Regions from separate parts of the Sus scrofa genome. Here region 2 is linked to region 1. The links are chromatin contacts, called in public Hi-C maps. All regions are on one chromosome and are shown on one strand. The core of a region is the stretch at or near the end of the contact, and the rest is flanking DNA. Distances in the headings are between cores, read along the strand shown. Region 1 holds the start of SORT1 (sortilin). Region 2 overlaps SORT1 (sortilin).

Region 1 (5,265 bases), core at 829-3,328:
AAAAGAGGGAAGACTTTTTTTTTTTTTAACATATGGACTTCAAAGAATGAGGTTTCATTCAGATCTGCTCTTGAGTGGATTTGTTCTAAGAACCTACTTGAGCCATTTTTTTTTCAACTTCTAGAAATTAATGCATTACAAATGACATATCAATTCAAACCAAACAGGGAAGACTCTGACTAAAGGAATAAATCCAGGAGTAGCAGCAGGTCCTAAAGGTAGGTCAGCTAGCAAGAGAAGAATCTGAAATGTGGAGTAGGAATGCTGTGTCCAGCTGGCTCAAGGAAGGAAATGGTCTCATTATAAATGAGGCGCTAGTGTTATAAAGCCTTTCTCAACTCCCCACTGAGATGGAAGTCTGTAAGTTTTTTTTTATTGTCAAACAGGAAGACTTCTCAGTTCTCATTCCACTCTGTGTGCACCCAAACTGTCCCACACGTCAGCACTAGCTTGGCCACTTTTATGCAGCTGCTGCTTGGACTGCATTTAGCAAGAGTTATCCCTGACAGCTTGTGCTTTGACTGCAACTGCCCTGGGTCCCCAGACCAGAGAATTCTGCACAGGTAATAAGTATAATCCAGGCAGAGGGAGAAAGACAGTTCAAGGGGGGATTTGGCTATTACAGCATGTGGTTCTAAAAGGACAAGTGCAGTTAACCACTCACTTCTGTCCCCATGTGCAACTCTCCTTGAAAGAGGAAGGAAGGAGGGATGGATAGAAGAGAGAAAATATATTCAATTGTAAATATATTACGCAAATGTGGGTAGCAATTAAATCGCTAGTTCTAGGAAGAAAAAAAAAAAAAATGAGGAAGACGCCCAAGGTGCAAGGAGCCAGGACATAGCCAACAACTGGCTTTGTCAACCAGTAGTACTATGCAAAGGTTGAGCTGCTTATCCCCAGAGACAGAACTGCCATAATTTTTAAAGTTTTCGACGAGGACCTAACTCAAAGCAGAATATCTGCAACGTGTTAAGTGTTGGAAATCTTGTTACAATGGGATACAGTCCAATGCCATGACAGAAGGTCAAATCGAAGGCGTAAGAGAGATCATATACGTACTATCAACCCCACTGCCAAGCTTGTTCCTTTAGCCGTTAAAACACACAGTAATCTAATAACTGCTCTGGGATTACTGAACACCCGCCTACCCACCCAGAAAGTACTGACCCGGCGAAGACACACCTTTGCTTCTGCGTAGCCCAACTTCTCCAAGCACTTAAGAGGTAATTACTCCTCCAGCTTCCTGGTGGGGTATAGCGTTACTGGATCCTAATTATTTATACAGACGGAAAACAACGACGCTCGAGAGATTTTGACAATTAAACAGAAAAATAAAAGTAAAAAAAAAATTAAAAAAAAAAAGAATCCCGTGAAAGTCAAAGCCTGCCTCCCCTGTGACGAAACATGCTCGGCCGCGGCATCTGAGGGCAGCTCCCCGGGCCCAACTCGGCCCGCCCGCCGGCCAGCCGCAGTTTCGGGGCTGCGGCCGGGGGAGCGCGGGCCAGCGGGGCTGGCGAGCAGCCGGGGTCTCCTCCGCGGGGACGCGAGGCGCACGGACAAGACAGAGGGCCGGGCTGCGCTGGCGGGGCGGGCGGCCGCCAGGGGCCCGGGGGCAGCACCTCACAGTCCGGGCGGTGCCCCGGCCCGGCGCCCGCTCACCTGGTGTGTGTTGTTGGCCAGCCTGGCGACGAAGTCCCGGACCCCGCCGCAGTCCTCGTCCTCATCGAGCGCGCTGCGGCGCCAACGGCCGCCGCGGGGAACCGGGCCCCCAGGCGCGGCCGCGCGCAGCCCCCAGCTCACCCCGACGGGGCCGGACCAGCGCGACAGCGGCGCAGCGGGCGGCGGCGGCGCGTCCAGCCGGTCCTGGCCGAGGCTTGCCGGCGGCAGCAGCTGGAGGAGGAGGAGGAGAAGGAGGCCGAGGCCGTGGGGCCAGCGCGAGAGGCCCTGCGCAGCTCCCCGGGGCCGCTCCATCGCCGCCGAATGCCGACGCCGTCGACACCTGCCGCCCGGCGCGCCCGCCCACCCCCGCCGGCGCCGCCCACCTTCCCCCCCCTTGCTGGAGCCGGCGCTCCCTGGATACGCCAAGCCAGACCTCTCCGCCCATAGGCTGGCCGCCTGTCTTTCTTCCCCGGTCCACTGCTGATTGGCTCGCGGCGCCTCCTGCTTAGGGGGTCCTGGATTCGGATGCCAAGATGCGGGGCTGATTGGCTGGAACGTGGCAGAGACCGCTGAGGTCATCCCCCCATCGCCCGGCGTCTCCCAGGCCGGGCTTCCAGAGTTAGCATGGGGAGCTTCCCTCCTTCTCGAGAAGCCCCCAACTCCGTGGGGCCCCGACCCCTAGCTCCTCCCTCTGGCACCCTCAAGTTGGGGCTGAATTGGTCCCTTCTTCCCCAGAGACACCCTTAAAATTCCTTGGGTTGCTGCAGCGCCTGGAAAATCTCCTCAGGGAATCCCTGAGCTCGCTTAGCTGGAAATGGGGGCTCTGTCATTAACCGGTGCGTCTGGCTTTTAACCCTTGCAGGGTTGGAGTGCCCCATTTGTCTACAGTGAGTGAGAGCTGTGTGGGCTAAATCTCGCGGAGGCAGATAGACATTAGGACATCCGTGACTCATGCGAGCCCGAAGAAAATTCTCTCCTCACTCATCTTCCTCTTCTGCAGGGAGTTAACCAAAGGAGGAACTGCCTATTGGTTTTCCTGGAGTTAGAAAGTAGCTTAGACATAAGGGACAGGTAAAAGGGGGACAGAATTGCCCAGTGCCTAATTGAGAGATGATCATTGTATAGATGCGTATCTGTCTTTACCAAAGTGTTTTAACCCTGCAGTGAGTGCATTGCACAAGTTTGGTGTTCGGTATATGATGTCCCTTAAATTAGCATCCTGTCTCCAGTAAATAAAACAAAACCCCTACACTGTTCCGTTTATCGCAGGAAGGAGAGGCACATTATTCTGGAACACACAGTGGAAGTAAAACCAGTTTTAGATATCCTCCTTATTGACTCTTTGGAATGCTAGAAGTTGCTCAGTAGAAAAGGTAATAAGTAGGAAGATATGAAGTATACAAAATGTTACACCTAAATAAAGCAGCTAACAACTACTTTTAATTATAAACTGGAGGTAAATCCAAATGAGAATATATTCATTGTAGAGCAAAATGAATGGTGCAGGGCACCCAACCCAAGGCTTACATTAAAATCCTTCTGGTTGTGTTAATTTGCAACGACTTACATTTTTTACATTTATAAATTTACATTTTGTCAGAACAACCATAGCGAGAGGTGACAAGTTAAAGGTATTTTTAAATGGCATCTGAGCAGGATGGTAAAAATTGCTAGAATAGTCTTCCAAGTTCTCAGCTACTGAACTGACAAAGCTCCATGAAAACTGGGGAACAATTTGTTCCTTTCCATTAACTACAATGTGTCAGATAATTTTTTAATACAGCACTATTTTTTAATCTGTGCCAACTGTGGAGTAGATCACAAGACAGTCAGTTCCAGTAGCATGTGATTAGCTGGGGGGAGACTAGGGGCTGTACAGGAATATTTCTTTGTTTGGGTGACACAAAGATGTCTATTGTCTGTCTGAAAAGAAAAAAGCCAACTCAACAGTGCCATCTCTCGGAGAAACGACTAAGTAAACGCTAACTCAAATTGTTGGAATTACCTGTACTTTTGCTTATTAATACATTGCTTTTAGGTATCATTATATGCTTACAGAGTATATATTTCCTTCCTCAAACTGTATCAGCTGCTAGGGACCTGGTACCTGGCATATGGTACTGAGAAAATATTTGAATGAATTGTTTTAGTATTTCACTTCTGTCTAAATGACACAGGCAATAAACACAAAAGTTGCATCATCAGATCTCCTTTGTGAAATATTGCACCTAAGACTTAATTTACAGAACTAAAATATATACATTTATCTTATTGTTAAAAACCATATTTTCCTCCAAGATAAATTCTATAGAAGAAAGATGAATAGAAAGCAGTTACACTTCACAAAACTATTGCTTTTTGCAGATTTTCTCATTCTGCTTAAATGGACACAAGACCTTGTAGAAAATTTTCTGATTCTACAGAAAACCAAAGTTCTATCTCTTTCAAGAATGCTATAATTCTATTCCTTTAATAATTCTATAGTTGGGATTATAGAGGATATGAAATGTTTCACCAGTACAGTGTAAGCTGAAACTAAGAGCTATTTAATTCCTTAGTATTTTTCTCTACATAGTACACATGATTCAGAGACACAACTTCACCTCTCCTTAAAGCAGCACGTTTTGTCCATTTCTGCATTAACCCTATAGTGAGTTAAACAGGATATTGTTTATTGTCTAGTTCTCCCCACTAGAAGCTTCTTGGTAGCACAGACCACACCTAGTATTACCATAGCTCTAGCCCCAGTGCCCAGTACATTATTTGGCATATAGTACATAGGTACTCAAATTCATTAAATCTGAATAAATAGAAGTTGAGATAGGATTTTTTGATGGCATTTTTCTATTAGGATTTGATGAGGTGAACAAGAGAAATTAATCTCAAGATCATGTTATATTTTATAACAGGGTTCAAGTCACTAGGACAGTGTCCAGAACACTGGTGACAATATAACGCTCGTTTTCTACTTTCCTTAGTGTGTGTCTAGAGCAAAGTTCTTTTCTTTCAAATATATACATGGGTTTTTTTTGCTGGAAATACAGTAAGAATATGAATTCAGCCTACTCAATCAGAATTTGACATCAGAGTACAGCTTCCTACAAATGTTAATGAAGATAACACACAATCAATTCTTCATTATCCACATGAGTTAGCCATGTGTGGATAGTACAATTTAAATCCCAAAGAGATTTCCCTATTACTCAGTAGGTAGCTAGGCTTCTCAGACTTGGCATTGTGAAATCAAGAGGTAGTTCCTGTTGTGGTTCAACAGGTTAAGAACCTGACTAGTATCCATGAGGATGCGGGTTTGCTCAGTGGGTTAAGCGACGGTGTAAGTCGCAGATGTGGCTGGGATTTGGCATTGCTGTAGCTGTGGCATTTGCTGGCAGCTACAGCTCCAATTTGACCTCTAGCCCAGGAACTTCCACATGTGGCAGGTGCGGCCCTAAAAAGAAAAAAGGGGGGGAAAAATTGAGTCGATGACTTAAAACCAGAAAAATCTATGTTCAAGTCCCAACAGCTTAATTTTCTGTGTCCATGCTCACACAGCAGGAGATTCTTCATCTGTTAAGTATGACATGGTAAGTAACAGTATCTACT
Region 2 (5,265 bases), core at 1,380-3,879, 41 kb before region 1:
CCCAGGTATTTTCCACAGTCTGCTACTTCTTTACCTGAACTCTGCCTGCTGCTCAACCCTGCCTCTTGCATTTGTTGGTACTGTCTTCCTTCTTAGGACGCTTTTCTCTCATGTAGCCAAATCTCACCCTCACAATCCTCAGCCTCTAGATCATGATCTAGCTCTTCCATGAAGCCATCTCTGCCACTCTGACTGGAGCTGCAAACTTCTAGAACAGTGGTTCTTGACCAGGGATGACCTTACTCCCTAAGGAATAGTTCTGGTTGTCACAACTGGGGAAGGGGTTGTATGACTAGCAGGGTGGGAAAGGCCAACGATGCTGCTCAACACCCTGCAGCCAGCCGTCACGACAAAGAATTGTCCAGTCCAAACGTCCTTTGCCCTGAGGTTGAAAAACCCTGTTCCAGAGCCCATGCTGCTCTGTGTCAGCTACTTGGCACTCCTTTGTCTCCTGTCTGGCTATTTTAATTGCATGCTTATCTCTCCTACGACACTGAGTTCTTCAGGACATGTTCTAAGTTGGACGCTTTGCTGTTGCCCCTTAGAACCTAGTTCAATGCTGTGCATGAACTAAATAATTTAGTTCTTTTATCTCAAGTGGACAACAATGTCAGAGGCTGAATTATTAATATTCTAACTTGGAAAGGGAGTTTGTAGGGAACTAGATTCAGATTCTGATGGTGCTTATAGATCAGATGTAGAGAACAAACTAGTGGTTACCAATGGGGAGAGGGGGAGGGGAGGGGCGAGAAAAAGGTAGATGATTAAGAGGCACAGCTACTATGTATACAATAAGGAAGCGACCAGGATATCTTGTACAGCACAGGAAACATAACCGATACTTTAGAATAACTGTAAATGGAGTATAATCTACAAAAATTTTGAATCACTATGTTATACACCTGAAACTAATACACTATTGTAAATCAACTATACCTCAAAAAAACCGATGCTGAGTCAGAGCATGTGCCTTCAGAACCTTAGATTGTAAAATTCCAAGAAACCAAAGATCTAAACTGTGAGTAAACAGTTAGCAGCAGCCCAGTTATCTTATGTTTTCGACACTATTCAAAGAAACAAGTTACACAAGTAAAAAATCCTGTACAGGACAGAAAATAAAATACCATTCAAAAATGTTTCAGTTTTAAAGATGAGTTTTCTATTTATTTCTTTTAGCTTTATTGAGGTATAACTAAAATTATAAGATATTTAAAGTGTACACCGTGGTATTTGATATACGTATGTAAAGGTGAGTTTTAATGGTCAAAATTATTATGCTCTTATTTGAACCCATCCTACATATTTTAGATCCATCAGGAGTGAAACAATTTGTTAACTGAGTTGCTTTATAAATTCCTTCCTGTTAACACCATATAAGATAAAAATACAATTAATTAAAATTCACAAAACAAAAGCAGATATGGCATGTGTACCAATGTGGTGCTGTAAAAACCTCATTTAACCAGCATATTCTAGAAAATGCCACTTTACTTAAGCACCATTTGTTACCATGGAGTTAATTTTGGTAGACACATTTGGCAGTTTTTATACTGCACACTCCCTACCTCCCTAAGTAGAGGACATCAACTATCGACTCTTCTTGGGATTATGGATTCCTGCGGGGAACATCAGCTGTGTGAAACTGCAAGACAGTGTTCCCACGAGCAGTTCCGTGTGCTCTCCTGACGCAGCACTAAGTCCCCTCATCCTGCTGCCTCCTCTGTCTCTGCCTGCTCTTGGAGTTCTCCGCCTCCCTGCGGCCCCCAGGCAGCAGACTCTCAAGCTGACCCATGCTTATTGTTCCAACACACATGCCCACCTCTGGCAGTGACCTGCTATCAACAGGAAACCAGATCAAGAAATTGGTTGAAATCAGTCAAAGAGAAAGAAGAGGCTCTAAACAAGGGTCTGAGCCTGATCAGAATTTTGAGGTATGAAAGGTCTTCATTCTTGCTCAACCATGCCCCAAACTTGCCAAACAAATCTCTTTTCATAGAAGGAACAAACTAAAGCCCAGAGAGGTTAAGCCACCGACTAGCACAGCAGCAGACCCAGGAGAGCATAAAGGTGACTGGACTCCCAATAAGAGCCTCCTCCACTGTGCTGTCTTTAAGCCGATGTGGGTGGGGGTGGGAGGCACCAAGAGAAGTGAATGGGTTTGCAGCAGCAACACTGGGACTCTGGCAGTCTGCCAGCACTTTGAGCTTTCCTCCTGAGTCCTCACTACACTGCACATCACTGAAAGGATCGCTAGATGAGGGGGTGTCTATCTGGGTGCGCAGAAGTTTATAAGGCTCCAAATCAAGCTGTATTTTATGTTATTGCAACTGAAGTCACCATTTACAGAGAATAAACCTTTTGCAGACAACAGTTACTCAGTACTGGCCCTAGTCTTAGACTTTATCTTCTAACACTCAGTGATACAAGGCCTTCGTTCCAACAAAATGAGAAGCTTGTCCAGGTCAAGGTTTGTGTCCTACCCCGCTCTCGTAGCCCTTATGGCACCCTGAAGGGTACCTGGCACCCAGTAAGTGCTTAATATTTATTCATGTGACTTCTGGCAGCACTGTCAGGAAAGGTTTGGGGCTCTACGCAGATGGAATCTTCTGTTACTCACCATTTGGCCAAACATACTGCTTTGTGGATTTCTTCCCATTTTCCCCCAAAATTCTTGGACACCCACAGGCCATTCTGAAAGATTATAAATGACTTATCAAAATTCCAGCTTAAGCTGTGCAGCTGCTTGTATGATCTTTAATGATTCATATCCAATCATTCAGGACAGTAAAAACACACACTGAAGTTCCATCCAAGCTGTTTAAGCCACACACACACACACACACACACACACACGGTGGCCCCTTCAGGGTCTTGGAAGTTCAGAATAACAAGTCTTATAAAGTACCTACTATGTGCTGGGCACCATACCAGACATTACACAGGGGATACAAAGGACACACTTCCTGCTCTCACGGAGCTCATAGTTTAACAAGGGTGCAGATAAGAAAGGCTGATGCATGTGGTAAGTGTGATGGAAGCACGGTCTCTGGGGTCAGGTTAGGGAAAGGAGGGACTCTGAGTTGACTCAGATGGTTTGGGAAGAAGACAGCTGAACTGGGTCTTAGATGATGAGCAGTGTAGCCAAAAGACGGCAAATGGGAGATGAAATGTCATTGCACAAAGAGAGACCATACAAGCAAAGGCAGAGAGGTGGTGAACACGTCCCAGAGTGTGCAGGGAGCCAGCGCCTTGGGACGCAGAGGAGCACAGACTCCGAGGTGGAGGAAGGAGGGGACGAAGCGGGAGCCGGTGGGGCTGCTCAGGGAGAGCCCTCCTTCAAGGCCGGCGGAGGAATCTGCTCTTTATTTTACATGAGGGCCTTGAAGCAGGTAAATGACACAATCAGTTTTCCTTCTTTAAGAGGAATACTTGGATGAAAATGGGAAAGATGGATTTCAGAGGGCTCAAACCAGAAGCAGGAAAAGCTGTGACAAACTGACACGTTCATTCATTAAGAGTTAGTGAGGCCTGAAACCACGGCTGCGAGGAATAGGCTCAGGAAGAACTTAGACACTAGATTGGTAAAACTGGAGAGCTTTTCCTCTAGGGCAGGGTGGGAATGTGAGTGGGAGTGCAGGGGAGAGGGAGAGGATGTGGGGGAGTGAGAGAGAGAGGGCGAGCTGAACACTCTGGGGTCCTGGCTGAGGGATAAGCAGCACAAGGATGAAGGGAGGAACAAGTGTGAGAAAGCGCAAAGAAGAAGTCAGCAGCAGCCTGAGCTTGAGGGACCTGTGAGCCATCGGCTAGAGATACCATGGGGCTTAACTAAGAGAGGAATCTGCAGCCCTGGGGAGAAGCCTGGACCAGGAACAGGGGCTTGAGAATCTTATGTGTTCAAGCGCTAGTGAAATGGCAAGTGTGGAAGGGGCTGCTCAGAGTAAAATGAATAATAGGGATTTAAGGGGAGGTTGAAAAAGTTTAAGAGACCAAGATGCAGTGGTTAGGAAAGACAACAGAGAAGCCAAGCCAAGTAGCATTCCCAAAAGGAGAGACTGGTTGGTGCTTTCAAACGCAGCAGAGACCTCCAAAGGTAAGATCGACAGTTTCAGTGATGTTGGCAGCACGAGCCAGCAGAGGTGGGACAGAGGAGCGCGGGTCTGGGCAGAATGGTCTGCAGCGCCCCTGCCCACACACCCGCCACTCTTCTTCCCCCTCTAGGAGTGCCTGCCTCCCAGCTTCTCTCATTTACCCGATTTTACTTACAAACAGGGAGGGGCCTAATATCACCTATTTGCACTTTATTACAAATTGGTCCACCTTCTCCACCCTGATTATTTGCACTCCAAACTTACCCTTAATTGGAAGAAATTTCAGGCAGGTTGCGCCTGCCTCTTCCTGAGGATAGTCTGTCTCAACAAGCTCCAGGTACTTGGTAATGGCGGTGGGGTGGTCAAAGGCATGAGGATGGTTTTGTCCATTCCTCCAGGGGTCCTCTGATTCCCTTGAAGGGCCTTCAGCTCAAGCTGCCGAAGGCCAGCTTCCAGGAATTGTCGCTGGAGATCTGAAGGCTCCCCAGCAGGCTAGTTTCCTTCCTCTGGGCTCCTTTGGCTAAGCTCAACTCTGACCTTCCTTGAGCCCGCCAGCCTCACCTCGCCCCAAAGATCTGCCTGCAGGAGACCCAGAACTCAGACCTCTCTTTCAAGCGCCCTTCCCCCTTCCTATGCCCTCCATGTGTTCAGACCAACCTGTCCATATTTGCTCATCCTATTTCTGTCCTCAGAATGGTCATTACAACAATGGCTCTCAAATTTTAGTGCGCTGGCTCAGCTGGGGAGTGGGTAAAAAACACGAGCCACCTCGCAACCAAAAGTCACCGATGAACTAAATCTGGATCAGGGCTGAGGAATCTGCATCTTAAACCAGCCTGCCAGGGTTTCTATCTGATGTTGCTTGTCAGCAGACCACACTCTAAGAAATAAGATGTGAGAGAGCCATATAAACATAAAGTATAATTATGACTCTATCATTGTCTAGCAACCCAGCCACTCTGGGCCCTTAACATCAAAAAGGCGGCTGGTCCTTCAGGAAAGGACAAGCTGAGCTGCTCCTCAGGAACTTTCAGAAAGGAAGTGGGAAGGACAGGGAGAGACAATGGTTTCTGGGGAGAGTATAGGAATGTGGGAGAGGGTACAGGGGTTTAAGGCTCTGGATATTTAATACATGGGTGTCAAAGACAGAAAGCAATAAGCTTTACATACTAAGGGC

What was found. A called contact is a pair of places that touch in the nucleus more often than the background predicts.
Region 2: a contact with region 1 is called in a Hi-C map of fetal liver, with 1.4 times the contacts expected there. The contact joins the enhancer-like site here to the promoter of SORT1 in region 1. A contact is called at or near these places in 7 of 47 Hi-C or Micro-C datasets (adipocytes, embryonic fibroblasts, epiblast stem cells and 3 more) and 1 of 2 datasets of contacts at active chromatin or transcription factors (alveolar macrophages).

Annotation. Positions count from the first base shown.
Region 1 is chr4:110,717,923-110,723,187 of Sscrofa11.1, reverse strand. SORT1 (sortilin) reads right to left here and starts at 2,078. Exons shown (of 20, transcript XM_013997288.2): 1 at 1,663-2,078. The coding sequence starts at 1,974.
Region 2 is chr4:110,759,530-110,764,794 of Sscrofa11.1, reverse strand. SORT1 (sortilin) reads right to left here. Exons shown (of 20, transcript XM_013997288.2): 6 at 2,618-2,691. Among named protein-coding and RNA genes, the nearest start is that of MYBPHL, 30 kb to the left of the region's middle. Within about 2 kb of position 2,629, at least 4 of the 83 cell types and tissues checked have an H3K27ac peak or open chromatin away from gene starts, as enhancers often do. A contact at or near this core is called in fetal liver, where this site is marked.